3 separate regions of the Oryctolagus cuniculus genome follow, and all the other regions are linked to region 3. A link is a contact called in public Micro-C data. All regions are on one chromosome and are shown on one strand. Each heading gives the region's core, a stretch centred on a gene start, on an enhancer-like site or on the middle of the called end of the contact. The rest is flanking DNA. Distances are from core to core; before and after follow the strand shown.

What was found. Hi-C and Micro-C count contacts between places; a contact is called where the count stands out from the background.
Region 1: a contact with region 3 is called in a Micro-C map of ear pinna, with 4 times the contacts expected there. The contact joins the promoter of LOC138844574 here to the enhancer-like site in region 3. A contact is called at or near these places in 2 of 6 Hi-C or Micro-C datasets (ear pinna and psoas muscle).
Region 2: a Micro-C map of ear pinna shows a contact between it and region 3, with 3 times the contacts expected there. The contact joins two enhancer-like sites. A contact is called at or near these places in 3 of 6 Hi-C or Micro-C datasets (ear pinna, psoas muscle and an unstated tissue).

What each region holds. Positions count from the first base shown.
Region 1 is chr12:12,367,347-12,371,614 of mOryCun1.1, forward strand. LOC138844574 reads right to left here and starts at 1,607. Exons shown (of 3, transcript XM_070053446.1): 1 at 1,581-1,607. The coding sequence starts at 1,607. All of the region lies in intron 1 of KLF13 (KLF transcription factor 13), which reads left to right.
Region 2 is chr12:12,415,710-12,420,222 of mOryCun1.1, forward strand. No RefSeq gene overlaps it. Among named protein-coding and RNA genes, the nearest start is that of KLF13, 86 kb to the left of the region's middle. Within about 2 kb of position 2,407, at least 5 of the 8 cell types and tissues checked have an H3K27ac peak or open chromatin away from gene starts, as enhancers often do. A contact at or near this core is called in ear pinna, where this site is marked.
Region 3 is chr12:12,234,408-12,238,946 of mOryCun1.1, forward strand. No RefSeq gene overlaps it. Among named protein-coding and RNA genes, the nearest start is that of TRPM1, 37 kb to the left of the region's middle. Within about 2 kb of position 2,419, at least 5 of the 8 cell types and tissues checked have an H3K27ac peak or open chromatin away from gene starts, as enhancers often do. A contact at or near this core is called in ear pinna, where this site is marked.

The DNA.
Region 1 (4,268 bases), core at 357-2,856, 130 kb after region 3:
TGCCCAGAACAGCAGTTTCTAAGGTGAAGCTGGAGGAGGCACCTGTGGCCACCTGAGACCCTTTTAGTATCAAAAGTCCGACAATGGCATTCTTCGCCCGATTCTCCCAAAGAGTACATGGAGTATTCCAGATGCTGCACAATGTGTGTGCTTGGTTAGAGATTGCTTTCAGTTTTCATGCCTAATCCGGAAAGTATCTGGATATAAAGCCATGGGGCCGGTGCTGTGGTGCAGCAGGTTAATACCTTGGCCTGAAGCACCGGAATCCCTTACATGTGCCGGTTCTAGTCCTGGCTGCTCCTCTTCTGATCCAGCTCTCTGCTATGGCCTGGGAAAGTAGTAGAAGATGGCCCAAATCCTTGGGCCCCTGCAGCCATGTGGGAGACCCGGAACAGGCTTCTGGCTTTGGATTGGCACAGCTCCAGCCATTGCAGCCATTTGGGGAGTGAACCAGCAGATGGAAGACCTCTCTTTCTGTCTCTACCTCTCTCTGTAACTCTTTCAAATAAATAAAATAAATCTAAAAAAAAAAAAAAAAAAGCCGAAGCTCTTTGGGCCCCTCTTGAAAGTAGGAGTGGGAGTGCCCTGGAAACCCCTGTTTTCTCTCAGTCCCCCACCCCCACTGCCCCCGTCAGCCTCCTGGGTGCTGCTCACATGTCACCGCTCAGCGGCTGCCCCGCCAGCGCCAGGGCTGCTCCTTGCCAGCGCGAATCAGGACTTCTGTTTGTGCACCAGGTCGTTTGTCGTTACCTCTCCTGAAATAGGCTGGTAGAAGCAAGCCTGGGTCAGGACTGTGTCCCCGGGGCCAGGCCTTGGGTACGTGCTCAGTGAGCTCATGGCACTGCTGTTGCCCAGGGAAGCCAGGGTGTGCTGGCTGAGGGGCGACTCAGGCTCTCCCCAGCTTCCTCACCCCCGGCTGCCTGGACCAGCTGCCCCTCCCCACCCCGAGGCCGCGCTTCTCCGGCCCCAGCATCACGAGATCCTTCCGTGGCGAGGCCCACCTCACCTGTTTCCCATGGTTGCAAGCAGGACTCCAAAGAGGACAACCCCAGCAAGGATGCGGGGCTGCTGGGGAGTGAGGGGGCTCTCAGTTTGGGATGCATCGCCATCCTTCCCCGGGGCCCAGTGGACTGGGATGCTGAGAGCCGGTGTTTCAGGAGTGGACGTGTGGGACATGCTCAGGGCTAGGGCTGCTATGGACAGCCCCGTGGAACCACCGTGTGGGCCCCACGGTGAGGATGAGGCAGTGCACGCCTCTCCTGTGGCTGCTGTAACACAGGACCACGTGCTGGGGGCTCTGGAAACCAGAAGTCCAAAACCAAGGTGTTGGCAAAGTTCATTCCCCGGGGCCTCCAAGGAGCATGCAGCCCTTGCTTCTCTCTTGACCTCTGCCGCCAGCAACCCTTGGTGTTCCTTGGCTTGTGCTGCAGCCAGTCGCTGCGTCCATCCTCACATGGCCTCGTCTCTCTGTGTCCTCTTCTGAGGGTACTTGCTGTCTCTGCTCAAGCCCCTTACCTTAGTTACACTGGGAAGAGCCTGGCTACTTCCAAGTAGGGTCGCCCTCACAGGTTAGGGCTTACCTCTGTAGGGACCACATTCACCTCCATCCGTACGTGGAGGAGCCGGGGTCTGAGCCTCACCTGTGTGAGGACACAGGCATCCTGGAGCCGTCTAAGCTTTTACTCACTGATGTGATCTTGAGTCTCCAAGAGTGGAATCACCATGGGACAGTTTCCAAGCTTTTCTGTTGATGAGATTTTATTTTTCTTGGAACTAACTAGCAGTTTCTTCAATACTAAAGTTTCTTTGAGCATGATTTGGGATATATTAAGCAAGATATGGGATTATATTTAAATAGACCTTTTTCTTGCCATTAAAGAAACTAGGTGATTTTTTTTAAGAATCATAACACAGAAGAGCTTACAACCTGAAGCACCCTTCCCTTCCCCAGTCCACCCCACCCGCCAGCACTTCGCGCTCTGATTTTCGTTGTCTTGGTAGTTACTGCTATAAGTGAACTGTGTGATTGCGTTGCTGTGTGTTAGAGTTAGGTAGTCTCTGTTTGTATCAGTTCACCGTTCCTCCCACCTCTTCCCTCATTAGTGGATGTGTTCTTACTCTGATTCTGTTGTTGATCATCCTTGTAACTCTCACCCTCTATCACTCACTTAGACTTTCTCTGTACGCTGTGTAAGCATCTTTGTTCCTTTGCATAAATGCACCGTGTCTGCTGGGCTATGGGTCGGTTGTAGATGTTTGGTCTCTCAGATTGATCCTGCACACTGACAGCAAGTGCTGGGGTTTATGTGACCATGACTATAGCTTGTCTGGCTGCCAAGGCTTGTGCTAGGATTACATTTCTTTCTGCCATCTCATGGGGTTGTTATGAAGGATAAATAATAGAACAGCACTTGGCTCATTTCACCCGTTGCTCATAATCATGTGGCATTTAGTTTACTTCTAATTTGGACTGTAAGTTTCTTCTGTTTTTCCTGGAGTTTCTCACTGCCTCTCTTTTTTCTTGAAAACAAAGAATAGCCGTGCATCTTCTCTGCGTTGAGGAGTTCACTCAGCGTCTTGGTTGTACTCTTTGGCACCCAGAGCTCACTTTCTTCCTGACACTGCCCCCCTGTGAGCACTGGTGTTTTGCTCCCATGGTCTCTCAGGCCACTGTGTCACTGTTCACTTGTCCCTGGCGTCAGGTTTCCTCTCATTTTGCTGGAGTATGGAAATTATGCACGCAGAAGGCTCTGTCCTGTCTCCAGGCATCCCGCGTGCCCTAGGAGAGGCCTGCCATCTGTCCCAGCCTTGTTCCCTCACGCTCACTCTGGTGTTTGTTTCTCCTTTCCCTCTCTGTTAAGTTTTGGGAGGCCGGCGCTGTGGCGTAGCTGGTAAAGCTGCTGCCTGCAGTGCCGGCATCCCATATGGGCACCGGTTCGAGTCCCAGCTGCTCCTTTTCTGATCCAGCTCTCCGCTGTGGCCTGGGAAAGTAGAGGATGGCCCAAGTGCTTGGGCCCCTGCAACCGCATGAGAGACACACAAGTTGTTCCCGGCTCCTGGCTTCAGATTGGCCCAGCTCTGGTTGTCGCAGCCATTTGGGGAATGAACCGGTAGAAGACTCTCTCTCTCTCTCTCTCTTTCTCTCTCTCTCTCTCTCTCTCTCTGCCTCTCTGTAACACTGCCTTTCAAATAAATAAATAAATCTTTAAAAAAAAAGTTTTGGGACCTCCTGTTTCTCCTGGAGTTCTGACACTGCAGAAATGGAGACAAGGGCCTTCACTCACTCACCCTGCCGGCTCCCACGCCACCTCTTCCCTTGTCGGTCTCCCCTCTTCTCTTTCACTGACAGATACTGGCCTTTTATTTCTTTTGTTTTTTTTTTTTTTTTTTTTTTTTTGAGACAGGCAGAGTGGACAGTGAGAGAGAGACAGAGAGAGAAAGGTCTTCCTTTGCCGTTGGTTCACCCTCCAATGGCCGCCGCTGCAGCCGGCGCACCGCGCTGATCCGATGGCAGGAGCCAGGATCCAGGTGCTTTTCCTGGTCTCCCATGGGGTGCAGGGCCCAAGCACCTGGGCCATCCTCCACTGCATTCCCTGGCCATAGCAGAGAGCTGGCCTGGAAGAGGGGCAACCGGGACAGAATCCGGCGCCCCGACCGGGACTAGAACCCGGTGTGCCGGCGCCGCAAGGTGGAGGATTAGCCTATTGAGCCACGGCGCCGGCCTAGCCTTTTATTTCTTTTGTAATGTCCTCTCTTCTGTTTTTTCCTATTTTCTTAATAGATGCTCCTATTAGATGTTGAATTCCCTGGACTGGTTCCTTGTGACTGTCCAAAGGGTTTGGAAAATGGTGGCGGCTAGTTGGTTTTGAATCCCCTCCCCAGCACCCTTCTCTGCAAACATAGATCCAGTGGGGAAAGCGAGTACAGCTCCGTGTGGCCCTTGGCCTTGGAGGTCCAAGGAGATGGGACATGGTGGCCTTCACATAGTTTCTAGAACTGTTTTTGGTTCTGTTTTTCTGGGATATTTCCTGGAGTGTATTTCCAGCTTTTTAGTGGAATTTTTGTTGGGGCAACAGGATTTTCAGTTTCCAAATGCTATTTTTTTGTTCCCTGAACTTCCTTTTTAATGGTATCCTGTTTGCTTTATACATCAAATTTTGTCTGAGATCCCTCTGAGAATACTGATTAGCACTTTACGTTAGCATTTCCTGCCTTCACTCCTTTTCCTCTGGAGTTGGTGGTTTTGTTGCTCTTGGCTTTTCCCTTTC
Region 2 (4,513 bases), core at 1,157-3,656, 180 kb after region 3:
TCTGGCCGGGGGGAGCCCCGGGGAGCCCCGGCTGCTGTTCACGTGCTGCATCTCTGAGGGGACCTCGTGCAGCGTCCTGAAAACTGACCACTTTGGTCTGCCTGGACTTTCGGCTCTGTCCCCTGCCTGCACACAGGGAACCCACTCTGTTCTGCTGGGACCCCGTCTGCTCTGTAGCCCGCACATGCTCTCAGGGAGCACGGCTCTCTATCCATTTCCCATCTCTCAGGGACCCCATCCTTCCTTGTCTGACCTCCTGTTCACAAATCTTGGCTGGATGTGCTGTTTGCTTCAAGCAAGAAAGCAAATCTGGTCCTGGTGACTCTACCTTGGTGAACAGGGGCGGCAGCGAGGGCTGGCTTTGAGGTGGGAGTCATGACAGGTGGTGCAGAAGAACCAGCCGGTGGGGAGAACCAGCTGGCCATGACCTTGAGTGCATGGGGGTGGGGTCGGGGCATCCGTGGCAGGTGGGACATACCCTGGGGTGGAGTCACCTACTCTGAAAGGTCACCTTCCTAACACTTGCTTTAGAAGGCGTCCCTCTCCCTGGGCCTCAAGACTGGGGGCATCTGTCCAAGGCCAGCCTTGCTGTCAGCTCCGGGCCAGGCATTATCCTCTCAGCCTTGTTCTTTTGAGTGGCCTGAGAACAACCCTTTTGTTTGGGAAAAGCCAGAAACACTCAGTGGGTGTTCTGAACCTTAAGGGCCTGTCTGGGACTTGCAAGTGACTGGCCGCCAGTGGCAGCGCGGGTGCCCACCCCGGGCATCTGTCTCCCGGAGCACTGTGGCCTGTCCACTAGAAGCAGGAGGCAGGCCCACAGGGCGTCCGGCCTGCCTGCCTGCTGGTGGCCTGGCTTGCTGAGGATCTGAATCTCCAAGGGACTGGCCGGAGTCCAGCCCTTTCTCTCCCCGCACACCTGTGTCCGTGTGACCTGGCTCCTTAGACCACAAGGACGGGCTACTCACCCCGTAATGTAAAGGGCCAACCACACAGCCCTCTGTGGGGGTCTCCCTCTGAGCACACCGCAGGGCCCTGGGACGCTGGCCTTTCTTTCTCCTTCCCTTGCTGATCGCTGGAAGAGGAAGGGGGAGGCACCCGGCTCCCTCTCCCTGCTGTCGCCCTGTCCCGGGATCAGGCCCCTGGGCCCTGGCTCCTGTGCACGAGGGCGCTGGAATCCGTTTGGCTGAGAGGCTCACTGTCCACCTGGAGGCTCAGACTGGGGAATGTCATCTCAAAGACGCACCTGCCAGTGCCCGGAGCTCTGCCCTGCAGGTCTGCCGAGCCTTTGTTTTCAGTGCAGCCCTGCCCCTTTGTGGCCAGGGCCAGCTGCGCAGTGGACACTGGTGCCAGGCTGATCCCTGGTAGCCACCGCCATAGCTACTCCCCAGCTGCTCTTTGCCTCTCCTAGAAGTGCTGTTTGGCTTCCTGGGGGCTCTTAGCTGCCTTCCCTGGAGCAGAGTGGACCCAGGCCACCAGGAGACATTGGACATTGCCCCTTCTTCTTCTTCTTCTTCTTCTTCTTCTTCTTCTTCTTCTTCTTCTTCTTTTTTTTTTTTTTTTTTTTTTTGCACTTGCTGTTTACAGGAAAGATTTTGAAGGCTCTAAGGAGAAAAGGAGTCAGAACACGCCTGCTCCTGAGAGATTATCCAGAGAGCATAAAAGGCCTGACAACACCAGGGTCAACCCCATGGGTGTCGGCGCTCTCCCAGCTAGGCTGGGCCAGGCACATCCTTCCGCACTCATTACCTCTTCTCTACTGCGGCTCCATTCTACAGATGGCAAAATGAGGCGGAGCGACTCGCTCAGGATCCCAGAGCTGGATGTAAACTTCCGGGTCCATGTCAGCCAGGGAAACACTTTCCATCTGGAGAATCCGGGAGGAGTGAGCTGGGCTCTGGGGACAGAGGACGGGGAGGCAGGGCAGAGAACAGCAGAGACAAAGGGAGGGAGCAGTCTGGTGCCTGCCTCTGATGGCGCAAAGGCTGGGACCGCAGGGGAGGCTGGGACTGGGGCGTGGGGGCGGGGAGGCTGGCTCAGGCTGGGTCCTGCCTGCAGGCCCTCAGGGTCACAGAGACCAGGAAGGACTTAGGAGTTCTGCCCTGAGACACTGGGAGCTGCCCTGGCTCCAGAGGGCTGAGCCGGCTGGGTGCAAAGCTGCTTACGCCAGAAATGAAAAGCAAGCTTGTGGGCTGGGACCACCAGAGCCAAGGACTTCCCAGAGCTCCACCCGTTGGCTCAGCCCTGCAGACAGGGCAGCCCCCCACGCCTCCCACCACAGCCTGCTCGGTGCCAACCCCCCCACCCGTCTAGACAGCGGGGTCCTAGCAAGCCCGCGGCCGGTGGGGCGGGGTGGCCAGGGCCCCTGCTGAAGTCTTGCTCAAAACCACGGCCAGGGCAGGCTGGTCGGAAAATCCGACTCCTTTCCTTGAGACGCCACAGCCCTGCCTCCCTGAGTCACCCCGCCACTTCCTTCCTGTGTATATTTTACGCACGCTATGGGACGGGGCGGGCTCTGCGTGTGTGTTTTTGTTTCTTTTAAGTTTTTGTCTCTGTTTTGTTGTTAAGTTGCAGGCTTCGAGGGTGGGGCCAAGGATGCTGGGGACAGCTCGGGCTTTTTCTGGGAGTTAAAAACCTTTGTTGTGAGAGCAAGGAAGAGGAAGGGTCTCCTTGTCGTGTTTAATCTGGAAGTGGCCCCCAGAGGCGGCTCCTGTTCTGTTACTGTAAGACAGATAAGGAAGGGGAGGATCGGCGGGCCTGGGGAGCTTGCCAAGGCTTTCAGGCTCCTGAGTCCGGCCTCTTTCCTGGACATCTGCAGTGCCTGCGGCCTGCGGGGGACACCGTCCCCGCCCTGTGACCTCCCCATCCTGCGTTGGAGGTGTTTGTCACCCTGTTTCCTGCGGAGCCAAGGGTTTTGGCTTGTTACTCTTTCTGTCTCTTGAAGTAAACAGAATAGAAAAGAGAAACATCTTTGGCTGGGACCCACGTGATAACTCCATACCCACATGTGTGTCTATGGATAAACATATGCATCTAAATATGCACGTAGGTCTGTAGACATGAATGTACACATATGCACACACAGAAAACCCCAAGTCTGAAATGATCTAAAAAATCCAAAACTTTGAGTGATGACACGACAACACAAGTGGAAAATTCCACCCCTGACCTCGTGGGATGAATTAGTCAAAATGCAGGCTCACTAAAAGCCTTGTGTAAAACAACCTGCAGGCCATGTGTGTAAGGTATCTGTGAAACACAACTGAGTTTTGTGCTTAGATTTGAGTTCCATCTCCAAGTTATCTTGTGTATATGCAAATCCAAAATTTTAAAAAGTCCCAAAGCTAAACCATTGGTCCCAAACATTTCAGATAAGGGATATACAACATATTTATGTGAAACTGATACCATTTTCATGAAAAGACACCCGTCCTTACATGTGGCACATTGACCCTGCATGAGATACATTCCCATCTACTGCATGTACATACGTGTGTGTGCATCTATTCACGCACATGCACGCACATCAATAACTGATACCGCCTTCACGAAGCAGTCTATGGGGTGGCACACTCCCTCTACTCCCCGGGCTTCTATCTGGCAGGAACTGAACAAGGAACATTTGTCTAAGGAGCTCCTGGCACCTCTGCTCCATCCAGACCAGCTCCCACCTGCATGTGGCACAGAAAGGAGGGAGGAGGGAGGAGGGAGGAGCACCTGCCAGCTGGGTAGCACCCACGGGAGTCAAGGCACGGGCTGGGCACCTCCGAGTCACTCCAGGACTCTGGGCTTCTTAGAAGATCAAGTGGTTCCGGGTGCCAGGTAAGAGGCTCCAAGCAGGTGTGTCCGTATGGCAGCTTATTGCACACCGAGCCCCTTGGAGCCCCTCTGGGCCTGTTTCCTCTCAAAGCAGGAGAAGATGACAAGGGTCTGTGCCCAGCCTGCGGGCCCACCGCATCTTGGAGAGCAGGTTTATCACGACTCTTCCTGCGGCTGGTGGGTGCGCCCCACCTCCCCCTGGGGTTCGGCACAACTGGGGCCCAGATGGGTGGCGGGGAGGGCAGCAGGCGGGGAGTGCTGTGTCCTGTGCACTGCTCACCTCCTCCTCCTCTCACTGGCTGCGGGGCCTGGGTCCGGGAGACCACGTCCAGGTTGTGTTGGCCGGGGTCCCCTTTAGACCGTGCCTTGTGACAGTGTGGGAAAAGACTGTATAAACACCTTTTCTTGTCATTGTCCAGGTAGGCACCACACAACCCACCGCCCTCCTGGAGCTCCGGCTCCGGGCCCCAGGCTGCAGGAATCTGACTGCGCCGCTCACTGGCAGCTTCAAGGGCTCCGGGGGTCAGTTAGGTAACCACTGGGCAGGTGTGCAGAGTGCAGGCCGCTCAGCCTGGCTCACCTTCTGCAGGGCAACCCCCAGATAGCTGGGCCACCAAGGCCTGCCTCCCAGGGCCAGCTGAGGTAGACTGGTCGTCCCCTGAGCACTTGGGTGGCGAGTGGGCCAGGGCGACAGGCA
Region 3 (4,539 bases), core at 1,169-3,668:
GATGAAAAATGGAGCTCATTTGTGGCACGCACTGCTGACCTGGTGTTTGCAGGAGAAATGTGTGTTCTGCCAGGTGTGTGCACTACACCACATAAAAGACAGCCAGGGAATCCCTCCCTCCCACACCCCTGCTTCTGCTTGGCACCGAAAGCTTGCTCTGCCTCCGAAGGTGTGCAGTCACCGCGGCCCAGACACCCGGGGCCATACGTGGCAGTGCGTCAGCCCGGCAACACCAAAAAGGCACTTTCAAGCCCAAATATATTAAAGTTGCCTCTTTCCCACACATACAAAATGAGCAAAGCTTTCATTATTCATCAAATGGGAAAATTAAGCACTGCAATTATCTATTGCCCGAGGGGTAGTTTGTGCACTGTTTAAACAGACGTTGCTACGTGAAACCACAGACTGCCTGGCCATGAACAGACATTAAAGGAAGGTTACTTAATAAAAAAGAAAAAAAAAAAAAACCTTCCAGGTCTTTATATATCCAATCTCGGTTTCCCTGAGAACTTCTAAGTCTCAGATCTCAGCTGGAGTTGGGGGAAAGGGGGGAGGAAGATTGTAGAAGATAAGTGGACCTACGACCACTTAGAACAGAGCTAAGCTAAATTGAAATCTTTCTCATAACCAGACTGGCGGGGCCCTGCCTTGCGAGCGAGCGCTGTTTACCGAAAGGATCCACGGGGCTGTGTTTGTTTTTCATAATTGGCCCACAGTCCGGGAGCCAGCCGGCAGGGGCAGGGTCTGGCCAGGCCTGTGTGTCCCTGGAGGGCAGAAACTGGCAGCCCTGGCTTTAGCTCAAATCCAGGCCTTCAGGGGAGTGAGATACTGGAAATGTCCTGGGCGGAGGGAACCTCTTGTCCCTCCCTTGAGTCCCGCTCAGCTCCCTGAAGTTGAGACTCTGGGGCCACACCCAAGGTCACACCAATTTTTTTCTATTGGATCGCCTTTGACTCATGCTGGAGTGCCCCCTGGCAGAGGGTCCTGCTGGGGAGAGGCCCCCGGGGCGAGGACGGCTCTCCCTGAGGATGGGTGCCCAGCTGGCTTTGCCAGGGCCCGCCCTCTTGGGTTCAGGGTAATGTGATTTGTCACATTGCCCCTCCCAGCTGCCCCTGCCTCCCTATCCATCCCCCACCCCCGAGGTGGGGCTCCTTGTGGACACCTGGAGGGCTCAGGAGCTAATGTCAGCCCCTCGACAAACCTGGCAGGAAAACCAAAGACTTGTCGGTCAGTCCAGCTCCACTGGCCACGGAGCCGACCTCAAAAGCAGGGGGCACCGAGGACTCCGCGGAGCGGGCTGTGGCCATAGCAGCTGCTGGACCCGCACAGGTGAGGCAGTCACGCGGGCTTCCTTGGAAGCGTCTTTGCAAACCCCTCCAAACCTCCAGGTTCATGTGTGAGTCGCTCGGCACGGCCCTGGCCTCCCCCAGCCAGCAGAGGCCAATGCCCACTGTGGTCACTGAAGGACCAACCGTTCAGCAGGAACCAAGGGCGGAGACGCCTTCTGGGGAGAGCCTGGGACAAGATGAGCCATTCATCAGGAGACGGGTGGCCGGAGCTCCGCGGAGTCAGAGTGCATGAGGCTCAGGAGGTACACAGGACAGAGGGGGGAGGTGTGCCACTGGGCTGGGGGCTGCTGAGGGGCTATCAGGGGCTTTTGCTTGGAAGGCTAGCCCCAGCTCCTGGTGTCCAGTCACTGCTCTAGGACACGTGACCCAGGTCTGCTGCCGGCCCTGCCAGCCTGCAGAGAAAGTATCCGAAATGCTTAGGGCAATGGGTGGCCAAGCATCCCGCCACAGGGCCACAGCCAGGCACGTGGCAGGGAGCAGCGAGGCCTTCCCTGGGCAGAGCTGGGTCCCTAAGGCGGACTCGAGGGTGCAGAGGCCCGTGGCGGACACTAGGGGGCAGGTGGAGTGGCGGGAACCTCACCCGGAGGAGGGAGCCGCCCTGACCCAGCCTGGAGACTGACGCAAAGCCGGCGTGGTGGGCGCCTGCTGGCTTCAGCTACGGTGCCAGGACGTGGGGCTGCGACTCCGGGGGACCAGTCCCGCGCCGGGATCCCTGGCGCAGGCCAGCTCGGGGGTCGAAGCGGCGGGCACGAGCTCCGCGGTCGGAAAAGGAGGCACAGGCAGCCCTGTGAAGACCCCGGCGGCGTCGCCCCCGAGGCCCGCGTCCCGGCCGGCCCGGCCTCTTTGTGCCCGGCGAGCCACGCGCGGGGCCCTCTCCTGGTACAACAGCAGCGCGGCGCGTCCCCCACTTTCCCCTGCTTCCAGCGCCCGAGGCTGCGGCTAAACGCGGCGTCCGCCGAGCAGGTGCGAACCGGCGGGCGGGGCGCGTGGGGCCCGCCCTAGCCCTCCGATCCCCAGGGGCGCGGGCCGCGGCTTCCGGGGCGGGGGCCGGGAGGGAGGAGGCGGACCCGGCGAGGGGAAGAGGAGGGGGCAAGCGGCGGAGGGACCGCGCCCCTGCCTCTTCGCTGGGCGGGGGCCCGCCTGCGAGGAAGTGTTGAAATGGGTGAAGTGCACGCCCTCCCCCAGGCCCCAGAGTTCCATGGCCGCACCAGCCTCCCAGTTCCCAGCCCTCGGCACCCCGACCTCTGCCTTCTTTCCGTGAGCGAGCCGAGGCTGTGCACGCTCGGCTGGGTGCACGCTCGGCGGGTGCATTTTTAGACGAGGCCACGTGCTCGCCGCCCGCCTGAGTGCAATTGGAGAGCTTCCCACGCCGCCGCACCGAGGCTGAAATTCATCTTGGCCTGGCACTGGGGAAGCACCCAGTCGTGGGACGGCCTCCCTGCCCCTGGGCGTCCTCAGGCCCCTTGGAGGGGCCCCCCCACTGCCTGGCGCCAGACCTGGGAGAGTCCCTGAGCCTGCTCAGCCCTGTTCACCCCTTCGTGTGTCTACTCCCTGTTTCCTACTTACCTTTAAGAAATGGGGTCGGGGGTCTTAGAAAAGCGCTAACAGGCGTGAAACACCGAGTCCCTGGTCAGAGCACTGTCCACCTATTACTTCATTTATTCGGAACTTCTCTGCGAAGTTCATGACTGTCTCCCTAAGAGCCTGCTTGAGACTGCCCGGTTACCAAGTAGAGTCGGGATTGGAGCCTGGCTCCAGGGCCCACGGGTTAACAACCAGGCTCTTACTCCAAGAATATGGTGTTTTTGCAAGTAGTGGACATTCCTAGAACTGCTGGGTGTGTGTGCATTTAAGCTGTCGGTACCTACTGGAAAAGCCCCCCAAAACAGTGGGGGCCTTGTCACCTGGTCTGCAGGTCCAAGCGCTCCACCCATGACAACCCCACCCCCCAAGCATTCTAGGTCCCCAAGGTCAGGGGATGGGGAAGAGTGAGCCCCCCAGACCAAGGGCAGGGCAGACACCCACCCTGGCACTGGCAATGGGCACAGGTCATTTGGGCAGGGAGCCCCAGGGCTAAGACTAGAACACGGTGCCCAGCCCCGGTACTAATGGCATTGCCTGACTGTGGCCTTGTGCCCTGTGGCAGGTGGAATGTCCCAGCGAGCCTGCTTGACCCTTGTTCATTTCCCCAGCGTGGCCCCTTAGCATCCTCAAGATTCTCCGATCACCATCCAACATGAAATCCTTCTTGTGAGTTGCTGATGTGGGTTAAGATACATACAACTTAGTATTCACAAATGTTTGATTTTTGCAAATCTGATAGGCCAAAAAAGAAAAAAAAAGGCAGAAAATGGTTTCATGGGTTACTTCCTGTTTCCTTTTTATTTGGGAGGTGACGGCGGAGATGTTTCAAGTCAGAGAAAATCCGTTCTCTCCTTCCAGGAGAGCTGGGCAGATGCTTCCGAGCCGGACTACACTTCCCAGCCTGCCCTGCAGCCTGGCGCTGCCTCTTGGTGAGGTTCTCATCAGCAGGGGGTGAGAGCAGCTACTTCTGAACCTGCGCCTGTGGGTGGGTGTGGCCCTCCAGCTGCCCAGAGTCTGGCTGAGGTGGAGCAGTGTCTTATGGGAGCGCTCAAAAACGCGACTTTGATTAGTTTTACCATCCTCAAAGATCTGTCATTCTGTGGTTTTAGTTAGCCACATGCTTTGTGGCGTCTTGCAGTCTGGGAGTGGGATTCTTTTCAACATCACGGGGTTGCGAGAAAGCCGCTGCAGGTGGAGAACAAGGCTAGTTGGGCAGTTCTTCAGCACTGACTCTCGGAGCGAGCGTCACGGCTGGCAGCGGCCGCTGTGCGGCGCCGGGAGTTCTCCTGCATGGCCTGGGAGCTGCGTACAGGAGCCGGCGGCCAGCGCTAGTGCAGGAAAAGAGCACCGTTCAAAATGCAAAGCGTGGTTTCTGTCCGATGCCTGTGGCTCTTGTCCCATCCTCAGGTCGAAAAATCGTAAATCCGACCATGATAAGTCGGTGACCGTCTGAATGTGTGTGGACTGGTGCTTCTGTGTGTCCCTCCTGTCTGTGTGGTTGGCTTTCTGCTCTAGCAGCTGAGCGGGGCCCTAATCCGGAGATTGATTTGTTTGCCTGTGTGTTGCCCCTTTGGTTTTTAAGATTCTGTCTTCTTCCTAGGACTCT